Linked DNA regions of Mus musculus: regions 1, 2 and 4 are each linked to region 3. The links are chromatin contacts, called in public HiChIP or PLAC-seq and promoter capture Hi-C maps. All regions are on one chromosome and are shown on one strand. Each heading gives the region's core, a stretch centred on a gene start, on an enhancer-like site or on the middle of the called end of the contact. The rest is flanking DNA. Distances are from core to core; before and after follow the strand shown.

Region 1 (7,199 bases), core at 1,378-3,877, 560 kb after region 3:
TCACAGGCCAAGCCATCTAGCCAAAGCTGTCAGGTTTTCTGCAGCACAGCCACTTTTTGATTTATATGTTATCTATGCTACTCCATGCTAAAATGGCAGAGCTGAGGCTCTGTGGAGGCAGAAGTATATATTCTCTTATCCTCTGTAAAAAGAAAAAAAGTTGCTCTTTATCGTACCTATCTAAAATTGTACACAAGTTCCTTCGTTTATAGCCTCAGGGGAGTTAGAAACCTACTGGCCAGTGTGGTCTCTACAAACAACTCTTAAAATGAAAAAACACAGCCAAGGAGGTAGCTCAGTTGCTAGTGTGCTTATATAACACACACAAAGGCCTGGGTTCAATTCCTAGCACCACATAAAACAGGTGTGTGGTGGTGGACACCTGTAATCCCAGCACTCAGGATACGGAGGCAGGAGAACCAGAAGTTCAAGGCCAAGGCCATCCTTGGTTATGTAGAGTGTTTGAGGGGATGGATGATGAAACAAACGAATAGATACAGTCATGTAGATATTTAGTAATCCAGTGGGGAGTAATAGTTCGGTGGTAGAACACAAGGCAAAGTGTGACGTCATGAATTCAATTTGCAGAACTGGAAAAAAAAATGAAATAACTCTTTCTCTCTAATCCCCTTGGCTTAATCTCTCCCTTATCTGGGATTAAAATTTACAATTCCCACATATGCTTAGTTGCTAAACAGGCTCACAGCTCAGGAATGCATATGCAAAAGTCTAAACTGTTGATCACATGCTATTAGGAAATTCTGGGGCATTCCAACTGTTCTCCCTAACCAAGATCCTTAGACGCTACAGAAAAAGTGTTTCCAGTACTTCCTTCCTCCTTAGAATGGGGAACAAAATACCCATGGAGGGAGTTACAGGGACAGAATTTGGAGCTGAGACAAAAAGAAGGACCATCCAGAGACAGCCCCACCCAGGAATCCATCCCATAAACAGCCACCAAACCCAGACACTATTGCATATGCCAGCAAGACTTTGCTGACAAGACCCTGACATAGCTGTCTCTTGTGAGGCTATGCCAGTGCCTGGCAAATACAGAAGTGGATGCTCACAGTCATCTATTGGATGGAACATGGGACCCCCAATGGAGGAGCTAGAGAAAGTAACCAAGGAGTTAAAGGGGTCTGCACCCCTATAGGAGGATCAGCAGTATGAACTAACCAGTACCTCCAGAGCTGAGTCTCTAGTTGCATAGGTAGCAAAGGATGGCCTAGTCGGCCATCTTTAGGAGGAGAAGCCGTTGGTCTTGTGAAGATTATATGTCCCAGTACAGGGGAATGCCAGAGCCAGGAAGCAGGAGTAGGCGGGCTGGGGAGCAGGGTGGGGAGAGGGTATAGGGGGGTATAGGGGAATAGCATTTGAAATGTAAATGAAGAAAATATCTAATAATTTTTTTTAAAAAAGAAAAGAAAAAGAATGAATCAACACATAAAAATCAATTTAAAAAGAAAAAGTGCTTCCAGGTTCCTCAGGAGGTTTTGATCAGTTTTACTGTCCTAACCCCATAAATTCTGAACACTGTTGATCTTCAGAAATGCCCGGGCATACCAAGTGTCAAGGACACTGTAGGTATATTGAAGGCTTTCAATAAAATACAAATCGGGCTTTAATGAAGTGTAGCCTTCGCAAAGCCATGGAACAATCAGAACAATTTGTTCTTTCTGCTTGACCTAGGAGAGCTTTCATTTCCTTATCTTCTATGACCAAATTTCTCAACAGAAATGCAGAGGCAGCAGGGAATGGCTGTGAGAACGCCCCTAGCCCAAGATGACTATCTCAAGGGTAATGTGGACTACTGGAGAATTTGGTCGCTCAAGGCTAGCTAAAAACATTCTTTCTTGCCTTTATGGGCAAGTGGTGAGGTCTAATGGAAAGGTGGTCATGTCTGACCTTGCTTGCTGGATTAACCACCCGCAGCTTCATAAATTTAAGCACATTCTGTTCTCTCTCTAAATCTAATCTAAAGAATGAAGACTGCGTGCCTTTGCAGAGTTACTGTGAGGATCTATGGAGAGGGCCTACAGTGTACAACAGTTGATAAATGATATGGCAATAGATTCTATGAGTAGGAGGATCAGAGAGTGGAGAGCGATGCCAGACATGAGCACTCTGAAACAGTCAATGTGGGTTCCATTCCTTAACTCCCTCTATTGAGGAGTTACACTACCACCTACACCCCACTCTGCTTTCTTCGTCTGCATAGAGGGGATGGGGACTAAAAATAAACTCTAGACACTGTTGGAAGAATTTTGACCATAAAACAGTGAAGACTTGGACCACTAGGCATCCACAGGCTTGTAGCACCATGGCTGGACTCTGTCCTGAGTCAAAAAGTCCATTTCCCATGGCTTCACAAAAACAAAGGATTTAGAAATCAAGTCAGGTTGTTTTTGTTTTTGGTTTTGGTTTTTTTTTCCCCCAATTTCTTCTCTGATTTCTTGTAAACTGAGCATCCTTTGTTTTAGTGTTTGAAGACAGGGCCTCAAAATGGGGTACATGCTGTTTAACTTTCTCTGACTCATCAGAAAGAAACCCAAAGCCATGGATGTCATGCTTCGCAGGAGACCGGGTGAGCATAAGCAGAGGGAAGAAGAAGAATGTGATGCGCTGACTCACACCAAAGCTGATGTCTGGCAGGCCTGTGAGAGGTGGCTCTGCCCTCTGTGACATGGGAGAGAAGTGAGGACAGGATGAGGGAGTTCCTTAGTCTGCTAGCAGAGCCCTAACTGCCTCACAAACTAGGCAGCTTAAGATAAGAGGGGTGCATCATCTCCCAGACCTGGAGGCTAAAGGACCAAAAGTCCCTGCAGCATCACAGTGCTCCGAAGCCTGCGGGGAGGACTTGCCTGGCCTGTTCTGGTTTGGCTGCACTCGTACCTCACTCATGTGCTTCCTCTGATGGAGAACATACGGCAGCCTCCCCATGGTCTTCACATCGTCTGCCTCGTGTCTCTCCTCTTAGCAGGATACCTATCATACTGGATAAGGGTTCACTCAATTCCAGTATGACCTCTCTTTGACTTCATTATGCTTGCACTGACTCTATTTCCAAATAAAAGCACATCCATGGGTTCTAGCAGTTAGGATATTAATGTATATTTTTGGAGGTGGTAATTTAAACAATGATAAGTAACCAGAGAAGGGGGGATGGTGGATGGTGAGAGGTTGTATTTCATTCCTTTCATCAGCTCTTCTAATCCTCTACCCCCTATCCTCTACTTCCCTACTCTCCCACTCACCTATCCCCTATTCCCCCACCTCCCACTCCCTACTCACCCAAGCCTTCTCCCCGACTTCCCTATTTTCCCACCTCCACTCCATCACTCCTCTATCTCCCTCTCCCTCACTTCCCTATTCCCCCAGCCCCTCTTTCCCACCCCCACTTTCCCCTTCTCCCATCATCCTTCCCTCTTTAATGCTTTATACACCTCCAAGACATAAACTGGCCCCCTTAGTCATCATCATTTCCCAGCAAGACCAAGTTCCTTGATACGGAATATGAAAGTGGGTTAAATTGACCCAAAACATCTTCCCATGCAGAGTAGAGACAGATACATGCCGTAACTCACTAGGAAGAAGCATTGGAGTGTTCCACTTAGTGTTGGGGAATAGATGCTGCTGCTGTGTCTGCACATTCTGGTTGGTTGTTATTTTTGCAGTGCTGCACACCAAAACCAGGTCCTGTGCACACTAAGCAAGCACTCTATCGATCAACCGCTGATTCTCATTCCCAGTCATTTCTCTATACGATTTTTAGCTCTAGAACTGGTGAAAGGCAGGAGTAAGCAAAAGGTGATCTTCTCATCCCAGGTGATGCTCCTTTATGACAACCAAGCATGCACTGTGACTTGGAAGTCAATGAACAGAGCAAAGCCAGTGTGATAAGATTAATTGTTCACAATTTACCAAGTTGTAAGACATAGAATGCACTCCTTCGTGTATTCAAGATCTGGTTAATAAGACCTTGGCTTTCCACATGTTTGAAGGATCCTTAGGTCTATCTTCTGTGCAGTTTAAATCCTGATTAAGAATTTAATCCTCCTTCTTTAAGGCTGGTGGTTGTTGGGTAGCAGAGAAATACAAAGTCTTGAAGTTGAGCAAAATGGAGCTATTCCAGGAAGAGCAATAGAAAGACAGAGGAGACCCTGCATTGCCTGAAGATTAACACTAAAGTTCCCAGTATATGGACACTGAGACTCCACTTAGGAAAGAGCCACAGAAGAAACCAGCACAGGGCTTCTCTGTGCTTCGTGCACAGTGTGAGTTAATGCATGCAGACCAAAGCATCACCCATTCCTCCTGAAGTTTTAGATTTATATGGTTAAGTCATTTTCTTCCACTACATTCCTGTACATTGACAAACATTTTCCCTAGGAATGGTAGCTCCCTGGCAACAGCCTCAGAGTTTATTACATCCTCTCTTGATAGATTGACAGCAAGTCCCGAGGGTTTCAGATTGGACTGTGGATACAAATATGATACACTAAGAAGAAAAATTCTTCTATCCAGCAGCTCTGTGTGCCCCTGAAGCAAGCGGCAGTAGAGCTGACTCTGGGCATTGTCACAGTACTGGGGCATGGCAGTATTGGGCTTTCCCAAAGGGTGAAGAAGGATGGATCCAAGAGAAAAATCAACTTGTTGGCAAAGAGCTATCTATGAAACACACTGTTTGCATTTGGTTTTAACTTCTAAAAGGCAGGCTTTCTGTTTTAAGGACTTTCTATTCATTTACAGTGTGGAAGAACACATTTTCACGATGAGTTTGTGCCAAGGATGATGTCACTGGGGATCTTAAAGTTGGTTCACAAGCAATGCCTTAAAAAGGTTTGAGCAAGTTCCTCTGTCTGCTTAAGAATTTCTGAAGCAGGTCTGTTCTCAGGGCTTGTGGTGTCCTTTCTTGCTAGGAGTTAATTCTTTTCACCATCCTTTTCTGTTCTGCCTCCTAATACTCCCAGGCCTTGCAGCTCTCTTCCCGCTGCACAGAGCTCCTCTAGATGGCTTGCTCTCTGTATCCTTCCTATTAAGACTCCATTCCACCCTCAATCCTATCACCATGCTTTGTTGCTGTTGTTGTTGAGACAAGGTCTCATGTATCTCAGGTTGACCTCAAACTCACTGGGTAGTGAATCTTGAACTTGCTGTCTCCTGCTTCCAGGTCTATAGTGTTGGGATTAGGGCATTTATGCTACCCACTCCTGGTATATGTGATTCCAGGACTCAAATACAGAGATTTGTGTATGGTAGGCTGCTGAGGTTTTGTCTTATCCTAGCTATTGTAGTGCTAAGTGTGGGCCCCAAGATCTGCACATAACCCCTGTGACCCTGCCCCCAAGTTATTTCTCATTGGTGAATAAAGATGCCAATAGCCAATAGCTGGACAGAAGAGACATAGGTGGAGTTTAGGTTTCCTGGGTTTGGGGTCTGAGAGGACCACTAGGGAAGAAGGTGCAGGAAGGAGGAAGGAGAAGTGTTGCATCCACTCCGACTAGCAGGAAAGATGCAACACCACGTTGTCCTCTTTCAAGCAGGTTTATTCAGAAACACTTTGCATTGCAATGCAGGAACGGGAATCCCCCCCCCCCCCCAAACAACCCGGGCGTGCCTTAAATACCCTACTGACTCCTCCCAATTACCCCAGTCATGTAACGGCAGTCCATTGGTTCACAGCAAGTGACGACACCTCAGGTGAGCTGACAAGGCATGGCGTCTGCGCAGTACAGGCAGCTGGGATGTGGCTAAGTCTGAGGTAATGAGGAAGTCAGGTGCAGGTCATAAGACCTGGCAGCCATCCCGGGCACCATCTTGGGGTGGCGGCCGCAAGCTGCTGTGAGTTAGGTGAACCACAAGATCATGGACTTGTGTCTTAGTTAAGGTTTTACTGCTGTGAACAGACACCATGACCAAGGCAACTCTTATAAAGACAACATTTATTTGAGACTAGCTAGCAGGGCAGTGGCAGCACACGCTTTTAATCCCAGCACTTGGGAGGCAGAGGCAGGTGGATTTCTGAGTTCGAACCCAGCCTGGTCTACAGAGTGAGTTCCAGGGCTACACAGAGAAACCCTGTCTGGAAAAACCAGAGTGGGGGTGGGGGTGGGGAGAGAGAGAGAGAGAGAGAGAGAGAGAGACTAGCTTACAGGTTCAGAGGTTCAATCCATTATCATCAAGGCAGGGAGCATGGCAGTGTGCAAGCAGGCATGGTACAGGAGGAGCTGAGAGTTCTACATCTTGTTCCTATAGCAAACAGGAGAAGACTGGCTTCCACGGAGCTAGAGTGAGGGTCTTCAAGCTCACACCCACAATGGCACACTTACTCCAACAAGGCCATACCTACCCCAACAAGGTCACACCTCCAAATAGTGCCACTCCCTGGGCCAATCATATTCAAACCATCACAGGTGGCCAATTGGAGTTAAGAGCAACCCAGATGAAGCATAGTATATAGTAAGTGATAGCTCAGGGTTATAGATAGGAAAGGAGAGAGAGAGAAAAAAAAAAGGAAAGGAGACACTTAACAGCACAGAGGGTAGGCAGCTGTCCAGCTCTTGTGTTGTTTAAGGCTTATTGTAAATATAAAGTCTGTGAGTATGTTCTTTATTCAAGAGCTCAGTAACCAAAGGCAGGGTAGAAACTCCTGGCCAAGATTTAAATATTTACTATAACAGTAGACTAGTACTCCCTCAGCTGAGCTACACCCTCTGGCCTCTGTATGTATTCCAGAGTCCAATTCAATGATAATGGAGCTAAGAAAAAAAGGAGGTAGTTTATAGGGCTAGTGTGAAATACATATAAAATGAAATTATTAAGCACAGCAGTTTATTCATACAGGTTTTTCAGAGATCTGCTTAGAAGTAACTGAAAGATCTCTTCTCCTTTTCTTTTTAAAAGATTACAAGGGGAGGAGGAAGGATGGAATAAGGGGTTTGCAGAGGGGAAACCAGGAAGGGGGATAACATTTGAAATGTAAATAAATAAAATAACCAATAAAAAGGCAGACAAAAGTCTTTACCAATGCTACTGGCAACCTCCAGGACCTGATGGTGAAACCCTATTGCTGTAGACACCACATACATAGTATAGAACATGGAGAAATCAACCTGGTATTCACCTCGATGCTTCATTCCTATTGGATGCTAGAAGGTCCTCTACAGGCAGCTGGATGAGGAAGGTAACCATCAGTC
Region 2 (7,445 bases), core at 3,129-5,628, 650 kb after region 3:
TTCTCCTACTCCTTAAAAGTATGAGGAAAGCATAAGCGATAGACATGACTTTCCATAATTTAAATTTATTCCATTTTAATTATATGTTATATTTGCAGTGCATTTCCTTTATTGTAACCCCACATTCTTGCTAGTAGCTAGAAATTTATTTTTCACTTGTCTTAAATAAAAAAAAAATTAGTGCCTCACTATCAATCTTAATTTCTTTTTTAAAGTTTTAATGGGCCTTGAAATCTAAAATTCTGGGAATCATTGGTCTAGATAATCTTCATTCAGCTGCCTGTCCTTAGGTCACATAAAGAAAAACTGCTTTCCCCACAGACTAAGGAAGATAAAAGATCAACTAAAACTCATTGCCCACCACACTACACTAATGGTTTATGCATATGAATCATTTGATTTAATTTTTTGCAACTATCCTAAGACAAAGATGCCCGGTTACAGTAGGTAGTGTTACCAGTTGTTGGGATGCTGGCCAAGTGTTTCTCAGTTCTTGGGCTCACGTAGGTTTGCAAGAGAAACAAGGTAACCTTAGAACAAAGCAGCAGGGCAGGTTGTAGAGGGTACACAGTCAAGACTGACAGAGGGCTGCCTGAGTAAGAAAATTCAGGTCCTTGATCATTTTTGGGGTTTCCTCTTATGGGGTTCATGTGAAAGTGGAATTAACTACTCAGGTGTGTGGTTTGGGTGGTTCATTTTTTCCTACTGGGCATGTCCATTCCCACAGTGCATCTGATTTTAATAATATGCACATCCAATTATGCATAGGCATGAAATGATAGAGAATACAGTTTTGCCTACTGACCATGCACTCAAAACCCTTTCAGAGTACAGAGGCCCTTTTATTTTTCATACTTTCATACAAACCTATACCGGGGGGAATATTCCAGCCACTCTCTGTGGGATTCTATAAGTAACTTGTTTGATTGTTTTTGTTTTTTTCCTTTTTTTTATTGGTTATTTTATTTATTTACATTTCAAGTGTTATCCCCCTTCCCAGTTTCCCCTCCACAAACTTCCTATCCCTCCCCCTCCTCTGCCTCTATGAGAGTGCTCCCCCACGCATCCACCTACTCCTCCCTCAGCTCCCTACATTCCCCTCCCCTGGGTCAAGGGGCTCCCCTCCCAATATACCTTAGTTACTTTTCTACTGCTGTGGCAAAGTGCTGTGACCAGGGCAATTTATAAGAGAAAGCATGCAATGTGAGAGCTCACAGTTCCAAAGGGTTAGAATTTAGACCCATCGTGACCAAGGCTCAGTAGCAGGCAGACAGAACTCTCGAGCAGTAGCTGAGAGCTTATGTCTGATCTACAAGCAAGAGGAAGAAAGAAAGAAAAGGCTGGCCCTGATTGAGGCCCTGATTAAAGCCCACCACCAGTGACACACTGCTTCCAATAAGGCCACACCCCCTAATCCTTCCTAAATAGTTCCACCAAACATTCAAATATATCAGCCTATAGGGGCCATTCTCATTCAAACCACCACTTCCTCCTAAGAAAACCAGCAACAAATGGTGTTCCCAAGGAGGTTGCATAAAAAAAAAAAAAAAAAAAAAAACAAACAAACAAACGAAAAAAAACACTTAACCTTTTAAATGCATCTTTTTTTTTTTTTCAGGAAATCTAGGCTAGAGTAATGGATAGCTGGGGCATGGTGATACAAACAAACAAACAAACAGACATGTCAAATGGAAGCTAGCAGCACCAGTGGGATTTTGAGATGCAGAACACCTCAATCAGGCAGTATTCAGAGTTAATCAGAGACCATTTGTCCAACCGGCCCACTGTTCTCAGCTCCACAATCCAGCCCTGACTCCTGCCTTTCACATGATATCTCTGCTGCACTTGTGGTTTGCAAAATCGGTTCTGCACATGAGCTAAACAGTGTGGGAGCAGAAATCAGCACTGCGGCAGTGGTGATGGATAATTGCAGAATGGGGAAAACTGCTCCTGATTGAGACACTCTCGATTTTTATTTTGGATTCAAAATCAAGGGCAAGAGGATAGCTGTACTGTAGGCCCATTTGAAACTAGAGGCCTTGAATCTGAACCCTAAGCTGGGTAAGTGGCATTGTCATTTTGATGCTATTTTTCACAGATAGCACAAGATACCTTTGTAGATAGTAATATAATTTTTTTCCTTGCAGGAATAATAGAGAGAGGAATAAGTCACTTTGACTTGGATACAATAAGGAGATTAAATCACTTTTAAGTTACCAGAGGTGGTTTTGCTTTTTTGGGAATAGAATAAGGTAGATGGTCCCCAGAGATAATCAGCTAGCATGTTATAAAGTATGTCTCCCTTAGAATGCATAGGTCCTAATCCTCCAGTGCTGTTTAAAGATGAGACCTTAGAGGGACTGTTAGATTTAGAAGAGAACATGAGAGTGAGACCCTTGAGAGGATTAGTGTAGTTATAAGAAAAGAGATACAAGTGGGGGTTGGCTAACTCAGTTGGTCAGAACACAGTGCTAATAAGAAAAGAGAACAATTCTCTCTGTCTCTGTCTCTCTCTATGCTCTCTCTGCTTCTACCTCTCACTCTCTCTTTCTTTTATACACAGAGAGAGAGAAAGGGAGGGAGAGAGAGAGAGAGAGAGAGAGAGAGAGAGAGAGAGAGAGAGAGAGAGGAAGGAGAGAGGAATGGAAGGAGGGATGGAAGGGGAAGGGAAGTATGGAGAGAGGGGTCGCAGGGGGGAGAGAGATCATCTTTAAGCCAGGAAGAGTGGCCTCATCAGAAACTAACCAGGCTGGCACCTCACCTTACTCACAGCCACTTGAAAATAAGCCACCCATCCCACAGCAATTTTGTTAGAGCAGCCAGAGCCAAGGCAGAGTCATGTGACTGTTCTTCCACCTATGAAAAGATTGCTCAATTTCAAAGGGAAGCAGTTGTAACCAGGATGTTTTGTTTGGTGTTTGAAAGGCAGTAAGTACAGGGCCCTCAGATATTTTGAGTCTCTGGACAGCAAGGGGAAGGCAGGCCATATTGGAATAGCCACCAACCAGATTCTGGCTCAGTGCATGTAAAGTGGAACTCCAGCAAGTTAGGTGCTGTCTCTCATGACCACAGGCAGCATGAACGCATTGGGTCCATTTTGGAAAGATGGAAACTGGACTATTGATGGCTTATCCTGGTGTGAGTAGGTCAGCCTGAAGCCCAACAATCAAAAGTACTGGTAGTCAGCAACAAAGCCCGTGGCAGTATGGTGGTAGAGGACAGCCAGGTCATTTACAATTAGATGTGGCTGGCTCCTCACATGTCCTGTGTTGCCTACAGCATGGGATAATTCAATGGCAGAAAAATCGAAAGGGCTATAATAGATTTGTTGCTCATTTGGCATCAGAGATCCTAGACTGCTTTGTGGTTTTCCCTGGGAGGAAAAGAGAAGCTGTGTGCCCAGATTTGCACTCTGAGTTTATTCAGAGTTTGTAAGAGAAGTAGAGAAGCATGACTTCTTTTGATATAACAACCTAGCATTATTCGGCTCTGAGATCTGGAAATTCCATAGAAAAGGAGTACTACACCATGTCTAAGAACATGGGCCTCTGGGCCTGGTACCTCATCACCTAGATGCAGACTCCAGCCTTGCCAGCTTGCCATCTGTGTGACATTCAGCAAACTCCTCTCTATGAGCCTCATTTCTCACATGAATGCAATTGCAATGTCTTCCTTCAGGAGTGACAGTGAGGATTATTTATAAAGAACCTGGAACTGTGTCTGCACAAATAGTCCATTATTGTCCCAAAGATCAACAAGTACATTTCTGAGACCACAAATCAACTTGCCCGTATTGCTCTTGAGAAGCCTATTAAGGGGTCAAGAGGCTGGGGCTGTGGTGGCTCACACCTTTAATCCCAGCACTTGAGAGGCAGAGGCAGGCAGATTTCTGAGTTTGAGACCAGCCTGGTCTACAGAGTGAGTTCCAGGACAACCATAACTACACAGAGAAGCCCTGTCTCGAAAACAAACAAACAAACAAAAGTGGGGGGAGGTCAGAGGCATAGCTCAGTGGTAGAGTACTTGATTGACATATACAAGTCACTGGGTTCTATCCCCAGCACTTCAATAGAAAAATGCCCATTAAAGTCACCAACTGGTCCAGGATCCTAAGGACTACCCCAGTTTTGTTCCTGAAAGTCCCACATGCAATAAACCTAGGTGGTATTGATTACAAAGAGGGAGACAAAGTGGCATCAACTGGTCAAGGCCCTTACTGTAGAAGAGATATTCGTTTGGAAGGATGTGAAGTTACATTGAACATGAGACTCTCAATGCCGGTGCTCCAGGTGTGAGCACCAGTTGGTCTGGTACATCTATATAATCTCTAGCACGGTTTTGGTTTGGTGGCCTGAATCTTCCAAGCATGCTTTGAATCCTCTAGGGAAACAGAAACAACACAGCTGTGGTCTTTGCGAACCTGCTCTCATGAGCTGCAAGTGGGTCCTGATATTTGCAGACTACAACTCTGAATAATCGTCTAAGATTGCATTTGCAGGTCATTCGTCTCCAAGGAGCCTGGTGTTCTTGGCAGTCATGATTTAATTAATCCCACACTGTCTCTGGGCAGAACAAGTAGGCAGGTGTGATCATCTCTGGTTTTGCCCATTACATGACTTGGAGGGGTGCCTGCTACTGAGGGGCCTTGGAAAGAGATGTTCCGCTATGATAATGGGTTGTATTTGCTGCCTATCCTTTCCAATGGTTCTTGCACTTGGTGTGACTGTAGGGAACCTAAGTGAAAAAAAAAAGTGTATTCTCCATATAAACATTCTATCTCTCTGTGCTCTCACATGGTCAACCTTACGACCGATAGACAATGCACTCAACAGCAGCATTCACTTGTCAGTAGGGCAGAGCTCCTGCAGCCAGAAGCAGCATTCCTTGCTTAACCCTCACACTAAACATGTATGGCGGTGCCTTCTGTGACTTGCAGATTGACTAAGCCATGGATCCGTAAATAAGAAATGTCATAATGTTACTCACACTCTGGCCTTGAAGAGTTAAAAGAGAGAAGTGAAATTTATTTCTCTGCTGGAAAAGATGAGCTGATAAAGATGCTAAAAAGGAATAAATAATACTATGGCAAAAATAGCAAGCATTCATTGAGTAGAGTACCCAGCTCCATTCTAAATAGTGTGTGTGTTTGTTTGTGTGTGTGTGTGTGTGTGTGTGTGTGTGTGTGTGTGTGTGTGTGTGTAGGATAGAGACATAGACAGAGAGAGAAAATGAGTTATTAAAGTCCTCACTAATAAGGCAGAAATTCATTTTTCAAGGGAGGAAACAGAGATGTGGAAATGTAGTCTGATGAATGTTATAGAACTAACAAGAGTCAGAGATGGCTTCCAAGACTTCAGGCTTAGCCGCAGTGTTGGAAGCCCAGCAAATGCAGAATATTCATTAGCCCAGCAATTTCAGATCTGCATATATATCCAAGGGAGATGAATCAGTATCTGGGAAAGACATCTGCATTCTCACATCGATTGTATCACTGCTTGTGATAGCCAAGATCACAACAAGAAAACAAACCAAGCATCCATGGGTGGGGAGTGAGTAAGAACATGTGATATGTATTCATTGGAATACTGGTTGGCTTCAATACTCAGGGAAATTCTGTCATTTGAAACATAATTAATGAACCTGCATGGCATTATATTTGTCAAATAAGTAAGCTATATGTCATATTCCTATCCTTGTGACATAAACATTATCTGCTTGTAGGAAGGGTTTGTTTCCTCTCTCAGTCTCAGAAGTCATAGTTTATAGGTACTAGGCCCAGTCATTTAACATGATGACAGCATATGGCAGAGGTTATGAAGAGAGAAGAGATGAGGGGCCAGGAGGGTAATTCCAACTAGGACCGACCTCCTAAGTTTCTACCATTTCTCAATAATGCCATCAGCCGGGGGTAGGGGAGAGGAGATGCCTGCCACAGAAGAACTTTGGGCAATATTAAAGATGCAAGCCTGCACAACGCAGGAAAATACTATGTGATCTTGTGCATATGTGGCATAAGAAAGTCAAACCTAGCCAGATGCAGGTACACATGTTTACTTGTTATCGTCTCATCTACTCTGGGGGCTGAGACGGGAGTTTTTCCTCTCAGAAAGATAAAAACAACAACAACAACAAAAAGAAAGAAAGAAAAAGAAAGATAAAATAACACAAGAAAAAGAAAGTTAAACTCAGCCTGGGGAAGAAAACTGATGTTTCCAGGGGACTGAGGAGGGTTGTTGGGGGCAGGGATAAGAAGCTAGGCAAGGAACAAAAGGCTCAGGTAGACATGAAGGGCTCTCAACTGCATGGAGATGATGGGAAGTGATGCTATATAGCAATTTTGCAATTTGCTGAGAGTAAGTTGCAGAGGCAACAATGTGAGGTGATGGACACATAGTGACGGATGATGGACACGTGGTAATGGACATGTGGTGGTGGATACATGGTGATGGACACATGGTGATGGACATGTAGTGGTGGACAGGTGGTGATGGTCCTGTGGTGGTAGACACATGGTGGTGGACATGTGGTAGTAGGCATGTGTGGTGATGGACATGTGGTAATGGACACATAGTGATGGATGATGGACACATGGTGATAGATACATAGTGATGGACATGTGGTGATGAACATGTGGTGATGGACAGGTAGTGATGAACCTGTGGTGGTGGACACACGGTGATGGACATGTAGTGGTAGGCATGTGTGGTGAAGGACACGAGGTGGTGGACACATGGTGGTAGGCATGTGTGTGATGGACAAGTGGTGATGGACATGTGGTGATGGACCTGTGGTGGTGGACACATGGTGATGGACATGTCGTAGTAGGCATGTGTGGTGATGGACATGTGGTGATGGACATGTGGTGATGGACAGGTAGTGATGGATCTGTGGTGGTGGACATGTACTGGTAGGCATGTGTGGTGATGGACACATGGCACTAAACACGTGGTGGTGGACACGTGGTAGTGGACATGTGGTGGTGGACACATGATGGACACATGGTAATGGATATGTGGTGATGGACACGTGGTGGTGGGCATGTGTGTGATGGATACGTGGTAGTGGACACATGGTGATGGACACATGGTGGTGGACATGTGGTAGTGGACACGTGATGGACACGTGGTGATGGCATGTGTGTGATGCACACATCGTGATGGACATGTTAATTAGCTTGATATGATAATCATTTCATAATGTGTACATATATCAAAGCATCGCACTGTATTAAATATATATGTGTGTATATATATATATATATATATATATATATATATATATATATATATTCAGTATTTGTAAATTATACCTCAAGTAAACTGGAAAATAACACTTAAGAAGATAAGTATTTCCTCCTTATTAAGTGACACTCGGATCCTGCCCAGTGATGGGTCCACTTATCTGGTGTTTAGATGGATTCATCTCCACTAAGGGCTGGCAATGGC
Region 3 (7,585 bases), core at 2,196-4,695:
TCTTTCCTTCCATGGAGTCATTCCCTCATAATGGATCTGAGGGCATGCATTTACAAGAATATATATATATATATATATATATATATATATATATATATATATATATATATATATGCATCCTTCCTTGTTCTACATTTAATACTCTTGACTGATTCATCCTAAAAGTGGAATATTCTAGAAAAATTCAAGCATAATAAATGTAAGCATTTAAATATAGTCACATCCAACCTGGAAGTTTTCTATTTTAAAAACTACTTTAGAATTCCAGTTCTTGAGCTATAGCTAAAAGGCCTAAGAATTAATGTGTGTATATATATATATATATAAACTCAAGTTATCCCCGGTGAACTCCTCTAAACCTTCATGTTCTCAGTGCATTGTAGAAGGTTAAAGGTGTCCATTTCCTCTTGAAGAGACTTACCATTCCCTCTGAGTACGTTCTTATCTAAGTGTTTGCTTGGGGTTTATACTGAAGTCAGCACCAAGATAACAAAGGAGATGTAACTTTTTTTATTTGAGAATTATTATTCTGTTTTGCTTTGAAAGCTAACGGTAAGCATTCCTCGGGCTACAGAGTTTGGTTCATCGTTAGAACTGGCCAATTAGAATTGGACAGAGTTAACTGGCCAATAGACAGTAGTCCACTTAGGTTCTCATGTCATTAATATCTAGCAATGTTTTGTTTGCATTTCTTATTCTTTTATATACATTTTGTCTTTGGAACAAGTCTTAAAGTGAACATGTTAAAAGTAGGGGCATCTTTATAACAGTCCTGGGAATAAATCCTTCACCTTTATCTAACTACTCAGAGATTCAGTAGATCTTCCTACCATAATAAGAGTCCTTTACACAGTAAAATCTGTTAAGTGCATCCTGAACCATTTTATTCTGCATTTGGTGGCATTAGGGCACTACTGTGTTGCTTGTTCCCTAAATGCTTTTCCCTCTATCTGTCTGTAATGTCTATAATTAAACATAAGGGCCCAGCTAGGAGTTGCATCCTTCCTTGTTCTACATTTCTAATACCCTTGGCTGAGTCTTCCTAAAAGTGGAATATTCTAGAAAAATTCAAGCGTAATAAATGTAAGCATCTAAATATAGTCACATCCAACCTGGAAGTTTTCTATTTTAAAAACTACTTTAGAATTCCAGTTCTTGAGCCTAAGAACCTCAGTTCCGTGAGGGGAAAAATATGGCCTGTACAAACAACTAGTCCATCCTGTTCTAACCTTTAGGGTCTAGTTTGAACCCAGAGCTCTCCCAGGAACCCTGAAGAGAGCTGCTTCAGCAATGGAGATTTTTGAGATTTAAAGAACCCCAAAAGTTCAATTCAGGCAGGGCCTTCGTTGGATGCCTTTAACATATTCACTTCAGAGAGCTCTGGAGTGAGATGAGAAGAGTCTCCGTCACGGCAGCTTCAACTCTCAGAAGCGGAAGCAGAATTTGAGAAGAAAAGGAAGAAACAGAAAACCAGAGGTTTGCACCCTCGCGCTGATGAGCAGCGGCTGTGGGTTTCGGAATCTTCTCAGGAACAGAGTACATCCTATGTGGCTGCCTTTAGGACAAGGTTTGGGGTCTTGCCAAAAAAACAAAGCAAACCAAAACCAAACCCAAACAAACAAAAACCAGTCTCACTGAGCTCTAGAACCTAGGGCATTAGTGCGATATCATTCACATGGAGCAAACAATGCTAATAGCTGCAGGTTTTATTTTCTTATGTTCAGCTGTCATATGAGGCCCCAGGAAAACATCAAAATGCACTCACAGGCCACACACACACACACACACACACACACACACACACACACACACTCGCGCACACACGCAGAGGGGGGCGGGGTGAGAGAGAATTCGAGTATCCTTGAATTCAAATCCCTTTCTTAGGTGTCAAAAAACTGAAGATGCTGAAGCATGGAAGAAACACCTGTCAGATGAGAAAGAAAGAAGTGTTTGCAAGTCCCTGCCTGCTACAGGGAAAGGGCAAAGGCAAAACTATGGCTGCTTGATGCATCCCTACTGAAAGGACTGAGTGTTAATGGTGTTAGTGTAACTAAGTGACATAGGCTCCCATTTGCTGGATCTCTTCTTTATTCTGTCATGGCAAGTTGGTGACTTCACACATTATGTTGCTTAGCTTCTAGGGGGAAGGTGGGAGATAAAACAAATCAAAACAAAAACAAAACAAAAAGCCCACCAACTACAGAAGGTGGGGAGGGAGGGGAGGGAGTCAACATTGCCAAAGTGTTTCTCAGCATACAGATCAAAGGTACAATTACAAACTCGGGTGATTAACAACAATTATATTATCTATCTGATTAGTTCCCCTAGGTCAAAGCTATGTGTTAAAAAGGAAATCGTTTGAGCCTGAAGTTTAACTTGGTTTCAATATATTGGCTAGGCAACTAAAGGACAGTCAAAACCAAAACAAAGGAAGCCCATTAATGTGTAGACTGGCTTCTTTCTCAAAGGTTGTTTTCAGCCTCAGTTCCCATGAGGTCAATATTTAATAAGGGTGTCAAGCTAAATTTGGCTGCTTGTGTGTTTGAGTTAGCCTAGCTCTTGCTTTCTGGCATTTCATAGAATTGACTGTGGTGAGAAAATCTGGTCTACTTGAAAGACTGCGAATCAAGCTCTCAAAGAAGGTTCTGATGCACTGCAAAAATACTGTGCCTTGAAGTCTGTCCTACTTCCTTCCACAAAGAACAAAAACTGAAAGTACTTTTGCAAGGGAGAAAAAAAAAAAAAGCTTGATTTCAGGTAACGTCAAACCTCAGCTATAAATAAACTCTGTGAGGAAACTGAATCCGCAGAGAGTCTGTGTCGCATCAGGTACATCCGAATGTCGGAGAACAGCTTCCCAATTATAATCATCAGTGCAAAGGAAGTCAGAGATCCAAACAGCTAAGGTTAAGAGGAGAAAGCTGAAGGGATCATGAGCTGTGATGGGCGGGAAAAGGAAGGGGCGGCTGAGGCTCTGGCATGAGCTCAGTATACGCGCGTTAGCTGATGACTCACAGTGGCTATAATCAGTACATCCAGAAAGGACAGATGAGCATCTCACAAAACAGTGCGCACCACCCCAGACCCTCGCTGCTCTGTACGAGTGCAGATTGCAGCAAATGCCCTTCCCTAATCGTGTGATTCAGTCTGAGTCTAGTGCAAGGAGGAAAGGGCGTAGAATTCCAAGGGAAAATATATGTAGTCACGAAAGTCCAAGCAATCAAGAATAATAAGACAAATTTTAGACCTCAAAGGAAATTATCACCAGAAAGCAGGATGAGGTTCAAGGTCATGCTTCTGTAATCTCCATAGAAACTCAGGCAGTCTGATAATACAGAACCCAGAAAATTGAAGGGACAGAGAAAGCAACAGAGGGCGGAGACTCGACCAGACCTTAATAATGTAGCAAATTGTGATTGAACTCACTAATTCCCGAGTGACCCAGCATGGACCCATTGGTAGGGAAATGACGGAACAGATGTTACACAGCCTCCTCTAGACTTGATAAGACCTCCACACTCAGGAACTCAAAGGTGCCCTAGTTGCCTGCAGGCAATCAAGCCAATCAAAATTCCAGCAGAGATGGGCGTGGAACTCACAGGCCCCACCTCCAAGCTATTCTTATTGATGGCTGCTGGGAGGATAGTTCCTTTTCTTCCAGGGATGTGCTCCTTGGTAGGTTGCCCATGCTGTAGTGGTTGGCATGACATCACGCGCATATAGGGCAGCAGTAATTGGGCTCAGTGTGTTTAAAAATAAAAAAGGACACGAAAAGGAACAGGAAGGAGGACGTGATGGGGCCCTGTGAGTTTGGAGAAGTGGGGAAGAGGATGATAAATCAACATACACTGCATATATGTATTTATTTATATACTTATTTTCTAAAATAAATAAAAACATGATATTAAAAAATCTGAGTAGGTAGCATGTGTGTACAATACTTATTTACAAATGGTTGAGCACTTGCTGTTGGCAGGGTGCTGTGCGCATCATTCTGGTCAGGACCTCTACACGTCGGTGGACGACTCAGCTGTTTAGGGTTTTATTTATACAGATGTTTTCATCGGCATGGCTAAAGGGAAGGAAGAGATTGTTCAGACGTTGATGGATGGACTAAGGGGCGGGACCCTTGTGCCTGCACTTGACCTCCATCTCACCAACAGGAAAAGGGAGTAGCTCAGGACCAAGCAATGTTCATGGTCACCATGCACGAAGGGCACCAGTGCAGAAAGTGGGCTGAGACGGATGGATGGGACGTGTTGGTCACTTTTGTCTTCCCTGTCACCAAAGAGCAGTGAGATAAAGCTTAAGGGAGGAAATGTTTATTTTGATTTCTGGTCTGGGAGGTTCTAGTGTTGTGTGACATCCAGGACATTGATGCATCAGAAACATTCACATCCTGTCATAGTGGAAGGAACGTAGAAAGAGGCCAATGCAAAATAGACCTTCCAAGGACACGCTTCTAGTGACCTGCTTCCTCTATTTACCCGGCCCTTTACCATCTCTCAATAGTCATTTTGCAAATCTATCAAGTAATTAATTCAGTAGTTCAGAAGCTTCGCCATCTGTTCATGTCTGAAACGCCATCATAGTCACACTTAGAGCTGTGCTTCATGGATCCCCTGGACATCTCTCAATCTAATCAACATTTACAATGGAGAAAAGCCACCACAGGGGCATACCGAATCCTTAGGAAGCACCAGCTCTTGTTTTCCCTATATTGTTTTATCATTTCCATGAAATGATTAGGAGTACAAAAAGAGAACACGGCGGATCAAGTTCATGGTACATCTTATCTGGTCTACACTCTGCTCTTCTGAGATACACCCAAGGAAGATGAGCTTAGAAATGGATAAATTAAAATTCCTTGCTACAAAATTCATTGATTTGTTTTGATTTGAGTGAATAGAGGAGTACTCGGCAAGGCTTTTTCTACAGAAGGTCAAACAGTAAATGGGATATATAAAGCCCACGATCTCTGTAAATACCACACAGCTCTTCAGTGTTAGTTTGAAAGCAGCCACTGACAATAAAAGCTTAGCTGAGTATGGTGAGATTTCACCATAGCAAACCATTTGCTTGCCCTGGTATATAAACTCAGATATCCAGTGATGTTCAACCATCTTTCCCCTCTTAATATTCCACTCCTCCAAACTGAATTATGTTAAATTTTGCCATATAATCTCAACTTATAGATGACTTGTGACTTACTTTTTGATCGACTAAATTGCTTCTCAATTTTAAATAAAATATTTTGGTTTATTTTCAGGAACCAGTGTTTCAAACTTTAATAGGATTCTTAGGAGTAAAACTATCTTGTTAACCATTTAAAGTTCACTCATGTGCATTCAGTTTAGGATATTCTGTTATTTCTTGAAATAGATGAACAACATTAAAAGAAAAGTTGACCCATTGAGTTACCACTATAAAGTCATTAGCTTTTCAAAAGTGTAAGATTTAATGCTGTTTGTATTGCCCTGTTCTTTGATTTCTTTTCTTACGTTTGAGAGACAAAAAGGAACTTCTTATTATGCTGCCTTAAAATATTCATGAGGAAATTTGGATTTTAAAAACTTTTTTTTTACTCTGTATGCAGTATGTTAATTGTTTAGCAAGCATTTTGGGGCTCGTATCATTTCCAGTTTTCTTAAACAACATTTTTTTTCTTGTTGCAGGTACTTGTGATGTTTCACAGACAATGGGAGGAGGGTATAGGAAACTTTCAGGATAGCATTTGAAATGTAAATAAAGAAAATATCTAATTTAAAAAAAAACCTTTTTTTTTCTTTTTTACTCTTCATGCAGTATGTTAATTGTTTAGCAGGCATTTTGGTGCTTGTATCATTTCCGGTTTTCTTAAATGACATTTTTTTTTTCTTGTTGCAGCTACTCGTGACAGTTCACAGACAATGGGGGGAAAGCTACCATTTGAAACATTCAGCTTGTTATAGCAGAATGTATTACTGTATGGAAAATGTTGACAGCAGGTTAAATATGAGTTCATCTTCCTGTATACAGGGAGCTGGGTAGGCAAAAATGGAAGATAGAAAACTGTCTACAAGCTAGTGCTGTTGCATCTGAGCATCACTTCTTGGGTTTGCAGAGGCCATTGTTCAGAACGCACAGAGCGGGTGCTTACACAACAGAAATCCGTGTTGGTACAGTTCTACAGTCTATAAAGTCTGAGAAGAAAGGGATGGCAAGTTCCGTTTCTCTGGAGATTTGTGCCCTCTGCCTACAGAAGATAGTTACCTTCTGGCTATGTCCTCATGTGATCTTTCCTCCTTCCTCACATACCCTTGCTATCTCTTTTTCTTGTTATGAAGATATAAATACTACTGAATTAAGGCCACTTTTTTTTAATTTCAATTGCCTATTAAAAGTCCTGTTTTCCAAATAAAGTCACATGTCTCAAGTCTGAGGGTTGGAACTTCGACAAACAAATTGGTGGATGTATAATTTATCCTTAACTGTCTTAGCTAACTGACTATCCATGTAGTTCTGTAGGATTCCAACCTTGGAGCTTAATAAAAGCCCTGTACCTATGCACAGGTGATTAAAGATCATCCTCAACTCATAGAAGCTAGTGAGACGGGATAGTGGAGGAACTGCACAAACCCTGAGCTATGGAGGCATTTCTCCCCCATTTCAAGAACTGCTTCTGAAAATTAATTCCCATGAGGATATACATCGTCACGATAAGTCAAACCTACCTCTAACACAACTACAAATCTTCGCCATACTCATCTGCAGACCACAGAGATTAACCTTAGAGGTCAGGGTCTGGGCCTCAGGACAATCAAATGAATGATCTAATTCTGACCCAAGAAAAAAATGAACAATGAACCACAATTCACATTCTTTCTAGAAGCTAGCTTTCATCTATTTTATGATGACAAAGATAGGAAAGAGATACTTGGGGCTTATACAAGTACAAACTTGTATGGCCAAGGCTTTGAACAGTATACTTCACAGAGACTGAATACGTCAGCCACAATTTCATCATGTGGTAGTAAAAGACCTACAAGAATGTTGAGAAATGAAAGTCATAGCGAATTCCTTAAGTTTTTGGTTGGTTGGTTGGTTTGCTTTTCGTTATTTGGAACACACAATTACTGTCAAGATTTTTGTCAGTTTCCAAATATATTTTCAGCAGTGTTTTGTTCTCAGAAAACAATATTAAAATAATTTAATAACACATAGCGATGAGTTTTCTAAACCCTTTGAAAAATATGCATGTTACTTTGGGTGGTTTAGTATCACTTTGCCGTTATTCTTATTATAGCAGAATTGCTAAACTGAGGTCTAGCATTTGTCTCAACCTCAACCTCTCCTTCCTGACATGTTCTGACATTTTCTACTACTAAAAGTAGTATAGGATTATTCTTTTTTCCTTATAAACATAGATTCTGCCTTATACAGACCTGTGAGAGATTTTAATAAAGTTAGAGCTGCCCCATAGAAACCTTGAAAGGATTCGGGTGCTTTCTTGAGTGGGGCTAGGGGTTGATCAGTATGCTGTGATAGACATAGATTCACCAGTCTAACACTCCACTCTCTGTTTTTAAAGTAAAAACCCTTCAAA
Region 4 (7,576 bases), core at 2,829-5,328, 930 kb after region 3:
TTGAAAATGGCAGTTAACGATAAATCTCAGAATAGATGTTTATGTACCAAATTTCTCCAATTGCATAAATCTTTGTGGAAGTTAGGACCAAATTTGAATCAGACTTGTACATTAAATAAAAGGCTTACTGTACCACCTAAATACAACCTTCCCCAACCCAAAAGTAACAGAGAAGATGGGAATCTGGAAGAAAACACATCACATAATTAATTAGAGAAGTCCCCACTGTGGTGCTTTTTTGGGTTTTTATTAAGTCCATTCATACATTACAAGCTTCTACATTAGTGTCTGGAGAATTTATTAGGCCTTCAACTCTGTATAAAACTTCGACCAACTAAATTGTCTATTTGATAATTAGTTTTCAAGTGGCACTTGCAGGTAAACAAGAAACAAACATTTCAACTAACTTTCGCTGTCAATAACCTGCAGGTGAACTGGAAAGACTAAAAATCCTGAGTTTGGCTGTGAGAGAAACTCAGTGAGACAACTGCGGGGTAGAGAATTATAACCCCACATGACCCCACTACGCATCTAATAATGACCCTTCTGTCACTACCAAGAGACACCCAGTTCCCTCTCTCAGGAGTGTGCATACTTACCCTGGAAGGTAAATGGGAGGCACACAGGAAGGAAGATGAACTGCAGCAAAGCCTTTGTCAGACGATAGTGACCTATAGGTAGCAAATAAAAGCACATCATCAGAATGGGAAGGCTTTCCAAGAGTTCAATGAGGGAAGGGCACAGCTCCATACCAACCCCTTGCCTGTCTCCACCCTCCTCCACGAAAGAGCAGCAAGGGCAGTAAGGGAAAGCATCTTTGATTATTCAAAGGGGGTGGGGGCAGCCCAGCTGGCATTCCTGGGTCTGCCCAGAACCTTGCTTCCTACTCTGTCTGTACAAAGCAGAAAGTTGATCTGTTCTGAACAGCAAAGCCCACACCACGATCATTCATCAACTTGCACAAGTGATCACCACCCCCTGGGCAAATACACCGGTAACCAAATCGGTAAAGATCGATAGGCACTCCGTGCCTCCCTCTGCCCAAGAGCCAGGCAGCCTGGAGGAGCAACCGTAGCAGCGGGTCCAGGTATCGCAGCCCTCAGCGCTGCAGACCTGGGCGGCCACAGCCAGCTCCCAACAGCCTGGCTGGGTCACAATTCTGAGACGGAGATCGGAGTCGACCTGGGGAAACAAATTCTCCACAGCCCACGACAGCAAGCTCAGGCCACCAGGTCGGCGAGGTCGGGGTGGGGGAGGCTAGGAAACGCCGAGGGAGAAGGAGAGAGGGAGGGATCCCGGGAGCCCACCCAGGCTTTGTTGCTGGTCACCATCAACTTTGCATCTTAGTACAAAATGTCGATCTTTAAGGCTGACAAGACAGAGGCAGAGGTAGAGGGAGAAAGAGAAAGGCAATAGAGTCCATCTTGCTTTGGGGAAGAGGGGGAAGGAAAAAAATGAAGTGCAAACCCTACACTCCGGGCGTAAAAGTCTTCTAAACACCTTTCCAGAACGTAGGAGCAACGAGTGGGGTGTCCCTGTGCCCGTGCCCGCTCGAACTGGCGGCGGTCTGGGGGGAAAAAACGCCTCCTTCGCCTCCTCTTCCTCCTCCTTCCCCTCCTCCTTCTCCCGTTCCTCCTCCTCCCGTTCCTCCTCCTCCTCCTCCTCCCGCGGGCCCCGGCGAAGATCCCGCCGCCGCTGCCTCTGCCGCCCCCCAGGGAGGCACCGCCGCCGCCCGGCCCCGCGCTGCCATTCCAGCCTTGGACCGCGCGGCGTGGCGCGCGTGGGGCCGGGTGCCGGGTGGCCGCCCGGAGATGTCCGCTGCGGGGACCCCCGCGCCCCCTGGCCGTAGACTGGCTACAAAAGTCGCGCGAGCAGAGGTGGCGGCGGCGCGCAGGGGAGAGGACGCGCGTGGGGAACCCACGCCGCGAGTGGGCAGCCCCAAGGGATGGCCGAGAGCGCCCCTCCTCGTGCAGGGAAAGTACCCCAGTCCCCGCCAGCCAGCCCCAGGAACAGCAGCCCGGCGTCCACGGCCGGTAGACGAGAACTGGACGTGTCATTAGCAGGACAGGCAATGGTTTCAAAGCCCCAGGCCAATGACCATTAGCCGAGGCAGAGCTAGCTCGGTCCCCATCCCCCACCACCTCCACCCACCTCCCCCTCCAGCTACCTCCCCCCCCCACCTCCACCCCACCTCGAGAAACTTTTCAACAAGATCCACCTGGGCTAATTTGTCCTCAGACAGTTAAAATATTGACTAGACCCTACACACTGGGAAGGAAGGGGAATGCACGCTTTATTTTCCTTTCTGTAGAAAGGAAAGCAAAAAATAGCTTGTCTCTGTGTCTCTCCCTCTCCCCCCCCCCTCCTCTGTCGTACATGTTGTGTCTTAGCTTTTTGCATCGTTTCGTTTTACCTTCCTCATTTAGCAGAAATGATCGCGGGTATTTCACACATAAACGTGTTCCAGATTCCTGGATTCGGGGTCCTTGTAAATTACAAGAATCCGGTTCGGTCTCAGTTACGTTAAGTTTCATGCGATCTCCCCAAAATAAATTTTAAAATAATAATAATAATAATACATTTCTGAGGGTGAGCGAGCGATTCGAGGTGGAGGAGGGAAAGAAGCCTCCAGTCTGATTTCTGTAATTTACTAGCGACCCGGATCGCAGAAAATAACAGTGTAACACGAGCGTGGCTTCCGAGGGTTGGGGAGCTCTTTCTAGAGGCATCGACCCCATCCCCGGATAAAGGATCTGCAAGTTTTCTGTCATCGCGACCGTGCAATGCCATAACTTACCTTCAGAATGAGTCTTTAACCAGCCAAGGCCTTCCTCCTCCCCTCCACCGCCACCACCCCCAGCCTCGCTCTCTCCACCTTAAACTTATTGACACAACATAATCCCACATTCAAGCAAAATCCTGACACAGCCTCCCTCGTCCTCTCCCCCCTCCTCTCTTCCCTCCCGTTTCTCTCTCTCTCTCTCTCTCTCTCTCTCTCTCTCTCTCTCTCTCTCTCTCTCTCTCTCTCTCTCTCTTCCCCTCCCTCTCCCCTTTCCCTCCCCTCCCCTCCTCTCCCTCTCTCGCCTTCTTCGCCTTCTTCCCCTCTCCCCTGTTCTTCCTCCAGGCTACTCTGGCACTGGAACAGCACTTTCTCCACTCGCCGCGCATTTGGCTGGGGGTGGGGGGTGAGGGGGACACCGATCTCGGGGCCGGAACACCCAAATCCTAACTCTGCAGATGAACGAGCAACCGGGCTGCCGGTCCCGGTCACCGTCGCACACACACCAAATGTAGCCCCGACCCACCGAGGGCAGCCTTCCCGTACCTTCCACCCCTGCCCCGGGCTCCTCAGGCCCCACCTCCCCCGGCAGCCGAGCCCTGCCCGGGGCTCCTCCACGTACTTTCGCCTCCTTGAAGTTTGGGGCTCCCGGGGCGGCCACGAGCCGCCCGCCGGCGTGAGGGGACCGCTCCGTTGTTGTTTTCCTCGGGCGGCTCAACCCCGCGCCCCGGCTCCGTGCCCCCTCGGGCGGCGCTGCCCGGGCGCCGAGAGGTGCTGCCTGCAAACGCAGCCTGGCACCGGCTGGCCTACTCCTCCCCAGCCCGGCCCCCAGCTCGCGCTCGCCGGGCAGCGCCGCGCGCCCCCCGGCCCGGGCCCGCCGGCGCGGCCGCCGCGACCCTCGGCCCGACCTCTCGCCACCCAAAGTTTTGGCTGAGGGGAAAGTGGCCCGCGAGGCGCCGGCCGGTGGCGGCTCGGGCTCCGGACGCGCGGGTTCCCCTCGCCTTCCTCAAGTCCACCCTACCGGCTGCCGCCGCCGCTGCCGCCGCTCCTGCCGCGGAGTCCTCGGGCTGCAGCCCCGGCGGCTCGCAAGTGAGTAGGAAAACAGAAAGTGCGGGAGAGCGCCTGCGAAGGCTGCGGATGGCGGGCGCCTACCTCGCGGGCTCGCCGCGGCGCGAGGGCGTGTGTGTGGCTCGCCCTCAGCGGCCAGTCAGGGGCTCTCTATGGGAAAGTGGAGAGGAGCTTGCGGAGCCGCGCTGCCTCCGCTCCACTGTACACTGCTCCACATACAGTACATGCAACCCGGAGAGACTGAAAACACTCATTTTATATAAGGCAGCCTGCCATTGGCCCGCGCCGTGACGGACGGGCGGCGCAGCCAAACAGGAGGCGCGTTACACCCAAACACACGCACACATACACACATTTCACAGAGACACACAAAGATCATCACATTTTCTATTTTCTAATGTTCGGGACCTGTAGACAGTGGGCGAAGACAGGTAGTGAGGCCCAGCAGAGTAGGGGTCAGGAAGGAAGCCCTCTCTATACCAAGTTGCCAGGCTTGAAACTGGTGTCCTTTTGACTTGGGAGGGTTATGGTAATAAACTACAACTCCACTGGATATGGAAGTGAGGAGGGATGGGTTTGATCGCTGCCTTGTGGTGCCCCATGAAAGAGGCGAGCATTGTGTTATGATTTTACAGCCCGGCCTGCTAACAAGTGGCCGAGAAAGGCTTTTATCAGCTTAGATTTCTTTTGTCAATGGGTTAGCCATCACATAGGCCAAAATAGTGCGAGATAAGTTTATCAAGACTAGAATGCTTTGAGATTGTGACTGCCTCGTTAGCAAGCAAATTCAGAAAGTAAGAAAAAAAATCAATACAACAGGCAGAAACAAAGATAAACCTTATGCTAAAGTAGCCGAATGTGCACTTGAAAGTCAGAGGGCAATCACCTGTATGGGTACACAAGGTGTGCTGAAATTACACACCTTGTGGGAAAATGACAATCGACAGTCTGCCTTAGAAATAGACCTCTTGGTTCAATATAGCCAAGATTTATAATACACACACACACACACACACACGCGCGCGCGCGCGCGCGCACACGCACACGCACACACATCCTTTGTTTTATGTATTTCCCGCTGTATATGACTACTCTATGGTGGGTGATTTCTAGAGACAATGAAAGCGAGATCTAGTTTTAATGATATTTTTACTATGCTGTATCTTTGGCAGATCTTGTTAACAGTTTGATATAAACAAGTCAAAGGGATACTTAGAAAGAACCGAACCTAGGAATTAAAACAGAATAAAATGCACACACAAGTTTTTAACTAGTTGAGCAATCTTTTGAGCATATGAGTTCTTTTAGTCTCCTTCATTCTTAGAGTTGATTTTAGTTTTTATTTAAAGATTAAAATAAGCTTTCCCAAGATTGCCTTCATTAAATGGTTATTCAGCATCTACAACTCACTGGGACTATTCTAGGTCCCAGATGTTTTCCTGGAGTTCCTTCTGACCAGGATCCAAAATTTTCAAGAATCTTAAATACAAACAGTTTTGAAGATTAAATAGTATGATTTTTATAGTCTAACTGATAGCCTAAATTTTAAAAGTAAACCGAGTAAGAAAACCTTTCTGTTCTGGTTTTGGGTTTTGGACTTTTTGTTTGTGTGTTTGTTTGTTTGGGGGGGGGGGTGGTTTTGTTTTTGTTTTTTGAGGCAAGGTTTGACTGAGTGGCCTTGCCTAGCCTGGAAATCACTAGATATATCAGGCTGTCTTTAAACTCACAGAGACCCCACTGCCTCTATTTCCTGAGTGCTGGAATTAAAGGTGTGCACCACCACATCTGTCCCAGCTGTTTTATTTCCTTGATTCGTTCCTAAGATATTTTTTTCATAGTCATAAATAAATTAAGTGAACATGTGTGCTTGCATAAGAGTAGAAAAAGAAACCTAAAGAAAAAGAAGTTTATGAAGTTTAGAAAGTGAAGTACTGTTTAGAGGTGTGGTATTCTGTTTATTTTTAAAAGAAAATAAATTTTAAAGAAAAAAATCCTCTAAACCACGGGTATTCCAAGTGATAATACTGAAAGTCCTATCATATCCCTCTGCATGCAACTGACAGAAAGAAACAAGTATTCCTTATCCACAGTACACTGGTCTGAAGTCTGCGCTAACTCCTATCTCTGTCTTGCTATATGAGAAAGGAGGCAGGGACAAACCAGGTAGGCACAGATGTCAGTGGTGAGAAAATGAAGCCCCGGACATTTCCTAGGTTTTGAGCAGCTGGAAGGCCCTGTTTTTGAAATGACAACTTTCACAGACACAAGGCAGACAGAGGAAACATTTCTGGAGGGTTTTGAGGTGCTTCTTTTTGAAGAGTTAAAAATCAGCAAAAGTTGATATATTTAATTGCTGGGTGAAGCGTTACGACTTACTTTTAGCATACTATATAAAATAAAATTTAGGGAAGGCTAGCCCACTCCTCACTTTTACTTCCAACTTCCAACTTCCAGGAAGACATACTTTATTTTTATGATTACGTTTTTGTTGAATACATTTAACATAAATGAATCATATAAAGTTACAGTACCCAACACACATTACACAGCACTGTCAGTAAGAGCCTACGTGTAGACTACGTTAACATTTGTATATTTATCTGTACATTAAAATATACCAGTATAAATAAATTATTTATAATTTATAAAGCACATGGTCATAAAAAATGAAGTCATGCGCTGAATAAAAAGTAAAATTTGAATGTTAATTTATTCCATAGTCCACGTGGATATGGGCGTCTATTCGTACCCTCCAGGCTTTTGCGTTCTAATTTAGCGGTCTCTGACAGTGAGAGGAGCTGACTGGCCTGACTGGGACGTGAGAGCACAGGGAGCATGGAGCATGGACTGAAGTCTCTTACAAGTCATTTCTTAACGGAAAATCGTTGGGAACTCACAGCCTGTAGAACAGCAATAATTATACTTGCACGCCTTTACTCCCTGTACTTGGAAGGCAGAGGCAGGTGGATCTCTGTGAGTTCATGGCCAGCCTGGCCTATGAAGAGAAAGCCTGTCCTGAAAAATAAATAAATAAACAAACAAATAAATAAATTGTGCATTAATGTTTCATTTGTATGAGCATCATTTTGTTCTATAGGTCTATTCAATATTCTTCTTCGTGACATTTGTTGAATAGGTTCTCTGTGCCAGTCCCTCTAGAAAGTTCATTTTAAGTATGTGCAGATGTGAGTATATAGATGTGTGTCAGTTATCTAAATACATAAGTAATTTTTTCTATTTTGTTTCCTTTTACAATCCTAATTCAAATCCTGATGTTACCTCTCAGCAGCCTTAGAAAAAATACTTAATCACCCTAGAAATTACTTTCCTTGTCTATAAAATGGGAATAATAAGTGTAATTAAAATTTAAATGTGTCATATATGATATATATATAATTTTAATTGCTCTTATTATCCCCATTTTTTTAAACAAGGGGAAATATATATATATAATAATTAAACAGTCAATCAGTGTTATTTTTATTTATCTTTTTCACATACAAGTCAATGGCAGATGCGTGGCCCAGTTCTGTAAAGCTTAACTATCATACCAACGGAGTTTAGAGATCTTGTTGCAGCTTATGTACCCATTGTTTGTGATTGCCTTTTATACCATTCTCAAAGGATTCCAGCATCTCAAGACACAGCAGCGACTAGGCATGATAGTGTGTGTCTGTATCCTAGCAAAAGTGGAGAAGTTTAAGGGTAGCCTAATTTACATAGTGAGAC

The links. Promoter capture Hi-C pulls out the DNA fragments that hold promoters and counts their contacts. HiChIP or PLAC-seq counts read pairs in DNA pulled down with a chosen protein or histone mark.
Region 1: a contact with region 3 is called in an H3K4me3 HiChIP or PLAC-seq map of bone marrow-derived macrophages, with 9 times the contacts expected there. The contact joins two enhancer-like sites. A contact is called at or near these places in 1 of 15 datasets of contacts at CTCF or cohesin (CD8 T cells), 3 of 484 Hi-C or Micro-C datasets (embryonic stem cells, liver and pre-B cells) and 3 of 115 datasets of contacts at active chromatin or transcription factors (CD8 T cells, bone marrow-derived macrophages and memory CD8 T cells).
Region 2: a contact with region 3 is called in a RAD21 HiChIP or PLAC-seq map of pro-B cells, with 6 times the contacts expected there. The contact joins two enhancer-like sites. A contact is called at or near these places in 1 of 15 datasets of contacts at CTCF or cohesin (pro-B cells), 1 of 484 Hi-C or Micro-C datasets (bone marrow-derived macrophages), 2 of 115 datasets of contacts at active chromatin or transcription factors (embryonic stem cells and large pre-B cells) and 1 of 9 other capture datasets (embryonic stem cells).
Region 4: a promoter capture Hi-C map of hippocampal neurons shows a contact between it and region 3, with 2.1 times the contacts expected there. The contact joins the promoter of Bbx here to the enhancer-like site in region 3. A contact is called at or near these places in 5 of 39 promoter capture datasets (the 3T3-L1 cell line, hippocampal neurons, liver and 1 more), 1 of 484 Hi-C or Micro-C datasets (B cells), 4 of 115 datasets of contacts at active chromatin or transcription factors (embryonic forebrain, large pre-B cells, memory CD8 T cells and 1 more) and 1 of 9 other capture datasets (liver).

Annotation. Positions count from the first base shown.
Region 1 is chr16:50,061,089-50,068,287 of GRCm38.p6, forward strand. All of the region lies in intron 1 of Gm4827 (predicted gene 4827), which reads right to left. Among named protein-coding and RNA genes, the nearest start is that of Gm4827, 8.2 kb to the right of the region's middle. Within about 2 kb of position 2,628, at least 34 of the 459 cell types and tissues checked have an H3K27ac peak or open chromatin away from gene starts, as enhancers often do. A contact at or near this core is called in bone marrow-derived macrophages, where this site is marked.
Region 2 is chr16:50,154,128-50,161,572 of GRCm38.p6, forward strand. No RefSeq gene overlaps it. Among named protein-coding and RNA genes, the nearest start is that of Gm4827, 85 kb to the left of the region's middle. Within about 2 kb of position 4,379, at least 2 of the 459 cell types and tissues checked have an H3K27ac peak or open chromatin away from gene starts, as enhancers often do. A contact at or near this core is called in pro-B cells, where this site is marked.
Region 3 is chr16:49,501,281-49,508,865 of GRCm38.p6, forward strand. No RefSeq gene overlaps it. Among named protein-coding and RNA genes, the nearest start is that of Gm4802, 92 kb to the left of the region's middle. Within about 2 kb of position 3,446, at least 87 of the 459 cell types and tissues checked have an H3K27ac peak or open chromatin away from gene starts, as enhancers often do. A contact at or near this core is called in B cells, bone marrow-derived macrophages, hippocampal neurons and 2 more, where this site is marked.
Region 4 is chr16:50,428,311-50,435,886 of GRCm38.p6, forward strand. It overlaps Bbx (bobby sox HMG box containing), which reads right to left and starts at 4,079. Exons shown (of 17, transcript NM_027444.3): 1 at 3,932-4,079; 2 at 600-671.